Linked DNA regions of Sus scrofa: region 2 is linked to region 1. A link is a contact called in public HiChIP or PLAC-seq data. All regions are on one chromosome and are shown on one strand. The core of a region is the stretch at or near the end of the contact, and the rest is flanking DNA. Distances in the headings are between cores, read along the strand shown. Region 1 has its middle 60 kb from the start of TRNAE-UUC. Region 2 overlaps SERINC5 (serine incorporator 5).

Region 1 (3,725 bases), core at 449-2,948:
AAATTTTTTTTCTTCAAGTATGGAAGTTCCCAGGCTATGGGTTGAACTAGAGCTACAGCTGCTGACCTATGCCCCAGCCACAGCAATGCCACATCTGCAACCTACACCACAGCTCACGGCAATGCTGGATCCTTAACCCACTTAGCAAGGACACAAATCAAACCTGCGTCCTCATGGATTCTAGTCAGATTCGTTTCCGCTGAGCCACGAAGGGAACACCTGGGAACTTCTATTTTAGACTTTGGTATTATTTCCAAATGAGGTTTGTTATGAGCTGAGTTGTATCCCCCCAAAATTCCTAATCCCCAGGACTTCAGAATGTAACTGTATTTGAAAATAGAGTCTTTAAAAAAAGTGGTTAAGTGGAGTTCCTGTGGTGGCTCAGCAGGTTAAGGATGAGGATTCAATCCCTGGCCTCGCTCAGTGGGTGAAGGATCTGGCATGGCTACAAGCTGGGGTGTAGGTCACAGATGCAGCTCGGATCTGGCGTTGCTGTGGCTGTAGTGTAGGCTGTCAGCTGCAGCTCTAATTCGACCCCTGGCCTGAGAACTTCCCTATGCCGCGGGCGCGACCATAAAAGAAAGAAAAAGGGGTTACGTTAAAATGAGACCATTAGGGTGGACCCTAATCCAGTATGACTGCTGTCTTTACAAGAGGGCAAAGGGACATAGACACAGAGAAAAGATCATTTAGCAACATGGGGAGCAGAGGGCCTCTGAGAAGCAAATTTGCAGACACAGATCCTAATCTCAGACTCCTAGCCACCCCCCACCCTCACCCCGCTGCCCTGCTCCAAAACTGAGACAATTTCTGCTGTTTAAGCCACCAACGTTGTATACCTTTTTTTATGGCAAACTCAAAGTTAATCTGTATTCATATTGTTTGGGTTTTTTAACATTAATTTTAAACATGCAAAATTTTGTAAAATATGGTAGCATTTAACCCATTCTGGCATTTCAGCATTTTAAACGTCTTGGAAACCACCATCACCCACCCTCCAAAAATGAAGGCAGCCCAGGAGTCCGTAGCTCTGAGCAGCCCCAAGGCAGGGCCTCAGCTGATGGAGAGAATCCAGCAGCACAAATGGCAACTCTCTGGAGATCAGGAAAAATGGGGTGTCTGGACAAGGCCTTCGTATCTGGCCCGAGAGCCAGCTGGCACCATGAGGCCAAGGAGAGAGCGCTGAGCTTTCTCAGTACTCTGGCCGCAACCCAGCTTCCCTCCTCCCAACCCCCACCCCAAACCATCTGGAAAATGAAAATAATGCCTCTTCTTCATACCAGGCTCCGGGGACCCTGGGAGAGACAGAGAGAGATTATCCACTAAGCCCCCACATTCCTGGAGGAGGCTGACCTGGAAGGGCCTCTGGTCCAGACCTTCCTAAAGAGCATAAGTAAGATGCTTCTCAATGCTCTCTCGAGCTGCTCTGGCCTGGCCTCTGGAGGAGCGGCCACTGCTTCCAGCCCACAAGCCTCCAGCCCGAAGGTAGGCTTCCCACAGGCTCCCCCTCCTCAGGGGCCTCTTCCTGCCCCGCCCCAACCCCCTGCGGCCCAAGTGAATTCAACCACCCAGTCAGCTGCCATGCTCTTAAGTGACCTGGGGATTTGCCTGATCCAGCAAATCTGGGCCAAGGCCCTGAGCTTTGGCCATTGCCCCCGTGATGCAGATGGTCAGGCTGGAACCACGCTAGCTTGTCCATACAGCAGGAGGGAACAGTCTCTCCAGCGTGCAAGCCTAGACCCACCCTCCCCCAGGCAAGCAGCTAGCTGATTGTTTGGAGATTAACATGAGTCTCCCCCAGGCAGCCCAGAGGGGGATGCAGAGTCACCTGAGCTTCTGCCCAGCTGTGTCTCCTCACACTTCAAGGTGGACACACAGCTCCCCGCCCCCACCGGAGGCAAGGCAGCATTTAGCCAGCTGTCAGTCCATCACCAGCAATTCGTCTTGAAGTTAGGGCCCTGGGAATCCATAGGCGGGCACAGCTCAGCTTTGGGGTGTCCCTGAGAAACAACCACACAGCCCCTCTCCAGATGGGCTTCTCTGCACCTTCCCTCCCTTCATCGGGGGCTGGCCAAGCCCCAGGGTGGATTCGTTCTGGGTAATTGCATTTTTCCTGGCAGGGCTTCCAGGCTCATGAAATTCATCTCTTGCCAAAGGCAGAGGATCAGCTGGCAACAGGGAGCGTGGGCTGCGGCTAATCAGGTGCAATCATTTTTTAATGGCATCTTCTTCCCTCTAATGATCAAAATCGTGCCACTCGCTTTAGGAATTTAAAATATTGAAAAGTATAAAGAAGATATAATCCCGAAATTCTACGATGCCAAAATAACCCATTTTAACATTTTGAAAAATCTCCTTCCAGGTTTTTTGTGCTTAAGTGGTGTCATGATACAACTCTGTTACTGGAGGGGGCCCCTGAAAGGGCCTGAGAGCAGGCTCTTGTCTAACACTTGGAAAGGAATTGTCTGAAGAGACACACATACTGACAAAGCAAGACTTTATTGAAAAAGGGCACTTGGAGTTCCCATTGTGGCTCAGTGGGTTGTGAACCTGACTAGTATCCACGAGGATGCAGTTTGATCTCTGCCCTCATTCAGTGGGTCAAGCATCCAGTATTACCGCAAGCTGTGGGGTAGGTTGCAGATGTGGCTTGAATCTGGCATTGCTGTGGCTGTGGTGTAGGCCAGCAGCTGCAGCTCTGATTCAACCTGCGGAAACTCCATATGCCGCAGGTATGGCCCTAAAACACACACACACATACACATACACACACAAAAAAAAAAAAAAAAAAAAAAAAAAAGAAAGAAAGAAAGAAAAGAAAAGGGGCACTGGAGTGGAGAGCAGCAGGGTAAGGTAACCCCAGAGCACTGCTCTGCCATGTGGCTTACAGTCTTAGGCTTTACGGAAGTGGAGTTAGCTTTGCAGGCTGTCTCTGGCCAATCATCTTGCTGTGCCTTCATCTGGCCCAATGCAGGACCGTTCCTCGTGACACATGCATCTCTCAGCCAAAAGGATTTCCAGCCAAAGGTTTCTGGGAGGTTGGCAAGACACATTATGGACTGGTGTCTTCTCTCCTTCTTGGCATCTCCTGGGGTTTCCCCAGGTTATTTTTGGGCTCTTCATCTGTCTGTATTCTTTTGAAGCATCATGAGGTGAGACATTCAACCAAAGGTGCTACATGCGGAGTTCCTGTCGTGGCGCAAGTGGAAACGAATTGATGAGAAACCATGACGTTGTGGGTTCAATCCCTGACCTCACTCAGTGGGTTAAGGATCTGGCATTGCCGTGAGCTGTGGTGTAGGTCACAGACACAGTTCGGATCTGGCATTGCTATGGCGGTGGTGTAGGTTGGCAGCTGTAGCTCCGATTGGACCCCTAGCCTGGGAACCTTCATATGACACAGGTGTGGCCCTAAAAAAGCAAACAAAACAAAACAAAAAAACAAAGGTGCTATATCCTGTGTGGGAGACTTAAGAAAATTTGTTATTCTTATGCATGGCCATGGTGGACAGTTTCAGTTGCTAGTTCCCTAACATTTCCACATTGGGCCCCCCAAATTCTTTGAAAGCATGATTTTCAATAACTGTATAATAGTTTCCCCAAAATTTGGGCAAGTTGAAGGCAGGATCTGTTCTTTTCCAAATTTCTATAATTTGACAAACAGTGGGTAGACAACAAACTTTGATTGAATAAATGAAACTTTCCTGAGTTTACTATTTATTGCA
Region 2 (3,725 bases), core at 762-3,261, 72 kb after region 1:
ACACAGGGTCTGATGTAGGACTCTGTACTGCCCTGAGAGGAACAAGGCCCACTGGCGGTCCTCTCTTGAACAAAGAGATGCTGAACTTTCTATAAAGAGGACTAAGTATCTAAACAGGCAGAGCTTCCTGGTCAGATCACTTGTCAGTGGGACGATGTGCTTATGGCCTAAGTGAGCCCCAAATTAGCTAATTTTCTCTTGAATGAGTGAACCTGGAATAGAGAAGTGACTTTTTTTTTTTTTTTGGTCTTTTTAGGGCCACACCCAAGGCATAGAGGTTCCCAGGCTAGGGTCGAATTGGAGCTACATCTGCCGGCCACAGTCACAGCCACAGCAGCTCAAGATCCAAGCCACATCTGTGACCTATACCTCAGCTCATGGCAACACCGGATCCTTAACACACTGGTCGAGGCCAGGGATCAAACCAACATCCTCATGGATACTAGTCAGGTTTATTATCACTGAGCCAGGATGGAAACTCTGGGAAGTGATAAATTATATGCGATTCCAACTATGTGCATGGCTGTTCTCTGGAAATAATCATTAAAAGCCCAGTGAAATTAAGTGTTTGCATGTGTATTCTTTATCCCACACTATAAATTGTAACTATACCTACATATCACAATACAATATTTGATCATTCCCTCACTCACTCACATCTACTATGTACGGGTACTGTTCTAGGTTATGGAGATTCAAGTAGTGAATCAAACAGGTCAAAAGTCCACACTAACACAGGAGCTAACTTTCTGGTGAAGTGCTGTATCCACAAAGCCACGTGTACTCTGCTCTAGGGATATTTCAGGCATTTCATGGTTTAATTGCAGCAATCCATGATTTTGCCCTAGTGCGATACAAGAACCTAATATCTTCTAAAAGACGGACCTCTACCAAACCCATACACTCAAGATTCTGAGAGCCCCTAATCACTTGTTCCTCATTCCTAGTGCTGAGAACCCGGTCATGCAGACGGTTTGGTTTCTGGCCCAGCATCCTTCCCACTTTACACCAGACCAGGACCTGGGGACCCCCAGCAGGAGAAGAACTGGGATATACATTCATTTTCTCCATCCCCACTCCTTCCTTACCACCGCTTGGTTTGGTTACATAAAAGGATGCTGATTATTTTTTTGTTTGATTACATAAAAAGAAAGGTGATTTTTTTTTTTTTAACCTGTGAATGATTTACCATGTATTTTAAAAGGCCAAGAAGACTAAGACATTATACCATTAAACATGAACACACTAAGTTTACTGCTATATTGTTCTTGCCTCGTCAACCCACTCTGCAGCTCACATGGCCCAGGTATCTGCAACTTAATCGGGAGCTCCGGTACCCTCAGCACAAAGTTCAGGCCATCGAAGTTTCCCCGTTAAAGGGTAAATTGGAGTTCCCATCATGGCGCAGTGGTTAACGAATCCGACTAGGAACCATGAGGTTTCGGGTTCGATCCCTGGCCTTGCTCAGTGGGTTAAGGATCTGGCGTTGCTGTGAGCTGTGGTATAGGTCACAGACACAGCTCAGATCTGGCATTGCTGTGGCTCTGGTGTAGGCTGGCGGCCACAGCTCCGACTGGACCTGGGACTAGCCTGGGAACCTCCACATGCCACGGGTACGGCCCTAGAAAAGACAAAAAATAAAAAAATTTTAAAAATAAAGGGAAGGGGAAATTAACTGCACATGCCATGCACAGGGCCACTGAGGTCTACCTGGGGTCAGCAGAGCAAGGGACAGCCTGTGGGTCAAAGCCAACTAGTTCCTGTTGACATAAATAAAGTTTTACTGGAACACGGCCATGCTCCTCTGTTGGCATTTTGTTTTGGCTGCAGAGTTGAGTAGTTGCTACAGGCCACATGGCTCTCAAAACTGAAATGTAATTTCCTAGCTGCCTCTTTATAAGCCAAGTTTGCCCACCCTGGGACCACTAGCAAGTAGAGCTGAGGAGCTGTGCTCAACTGCTGAAGTGTAAACTAACCTCTCAAAGGCAAATGACAACTGGCGACGCCTTACTCTACAGATCAAAAGCCAAAGGGACAGCAGAGACCCCAGCGGCTGGTCTGGACTCTTCTGAGTGTCCTGCCTTCTCCAGAGCACTTTCTGTTGCTGTTCCACAATGGAACTTGTCTTTTTAAGCGAATTAAATCTCCCATAGGTCATTTTTAGACCTGCAGATGAAGGATTTTAATTTATCTGCCTGGAAAAAAAAAAAAAAAAAAGCTTTGTGGAGGGCATGGTAGAGGACCTGTCTCTGAGTTCAATGCTCTCCCTCTGTGGGTCAGGAACCCTCCTAATAGAAAGACCTCCTCACATGTGTTATACAAACACAGCCTGCGGAACCAAAAATAAAACCCGCACTGATGAAAGCCGGCATGTCGAGAGATAATTTTAGACTTAAATTTGAGAGATAATTTTAGACTTAATTTTAAGACAGTAGTAACAGTCTCACTGAAATTTAAAAACCACACCTCCCCAAATACCCAATCCCCTGGTGATTAAGTGCAATCCTGCTTTAAAGGGCAACACATTCCAGTCCTTTCTACAAACCTCCTACCTCATCATCTCAGCTCCCAGGCCCCCGATGAAGACAGAGAAAAAGCATTCTTGAGTTCTAACGGGACCCCAAAGGTCAAAGGAGGGCAACCTAGGCTGACACCCCCATCTCCAAGTGTCCCTAAGGGAGTCCGGATTGTTTTGAACTTTTAAGCACAACCACGTGATGTGTAGCCTAACTCTGGGGGCTCCTTCTGCTTACACTTCCCACCTGAGGCCCAGTTCTCAAAGGACAACTGCCCTAAACCAACATCCTCTCATCTTTTTTTTTGTCTTTTTTTCTTTTTGCCTTCTCTGGGGCCGCTCTCACGTCATATGGAGGTTCCCAGGCTAGGGGTCGAATCAGAACTGTTTGCTGCCAGCCACAGCCACAGCCACAGCAATGCGGGATCCGAGCCGCATCTGTGACCTACACCATAGCTCATGGTAACGCCGGATCGTTAACCCACTGAGCGAAGCCAGGGTTCGAACCCGCAACCTCATGGTTCCTAGTCGGATTCGTTAACCACTGCACCACTACGGGAACTCCAACATCCTCTCATCTTGCACAAGGCTTGGCACTTGCATAGTCAGGAAAGGGGCGCGGGGAGGGAGAGGAAGGAAGGAAGAGAGGGAGGAATAGATTACCATGACTTAAAAGATTTTTTAAAACACAAACTCAGATTATAGTTGAACCAAGTAACACGATCACCCTTTTAAACTCTCGTTATCAAGTATCGACTCGACAATTCCTAATATTTATATTTCCCACTCCCAGTGATGTGAGGCTACTGCTGTTATACGTTGTACCATTTATCTGTTCCCTCTGACTCCGTTTGTATAATGACCGGGCTGTCCCCAACTCTAAGCCCTTGTCTGTCCTATTTATCTGCAGAGTGCTCCAAGGCCCTGTCTACGGACAGTTGCTTAACAGATGCTTTTGATGATGACAGAAAAAAGGGTTAGGAAAACTTCAGTTCTCACAGCTTATCATCGTCCCCCTCCCACAGTCAGATGGATCCTGAAATGGAGATCCTGGTAATATCTGATGCCTCCCAAAAGCTTCTGGCTAACAGATCCTCCAGACCAAGAACAATAACTATTGTTTCTTGTCTTCTGGCTCCTGGCAAGCTCATTATTACTGGACAAGGATCAAACCTCTTTGTCTTTGGTTCTGACTCAAAAAGGCTCTCAG

The links. HiChIP or PLAC-seq counts read pairs in DNA pulled down with a chosen protein or histone mark.
Region 2: a contact with region 1 is called in an H3K27ac HiChIP or PLAC-seq map of skeletal muscle. The contact joins two enhancer-like sites. A contact is called at or near these places in 3 of 47 Hi-C or Micro-C datasets (embryonic fibroblasts and heart right ventricle) and 1 of 2 datasets of contacts at active chromatin or transcription factors (skeletal muscle).

Annotation. Positions count from the first base shown.
Region 1 is chr2:88,817,058-88,820,782 of Sscrofa11.1, forward strand. No RefSeq gene overlaps it. Among named protein-coding and RNA genes, the nearest start is that of TRNAE-UUC, 60 kb to the left of the region's middle. Within about 2 kb of position 1,699, at least 13 of the 83 cell types and tissues checked have an H3K27ac peak or open chromatin away from gene starts, as enhancers often do. A contact at or near this core is called in skeletal muscle, where this site is marked.
Region 2 is chr2:88,888,775-88,892,499 of Sscrofa11.1, forward strand. All of the region lies in intron 2 of SERINC5 (serine incorporator 5), which reads right to left. Among named protein-coding and RNA genes, the nearest start is that of SERINC5, 100 kb to the right of the region's middle. Within about 2 kb of position 2,012, at least 11 of the 83 cell types and tissues checked have an H3K27ac peak or open chromatin away from gene starts, as enhancers often do. A contact at or near this core is called in skeletal muscle, where this site is marked.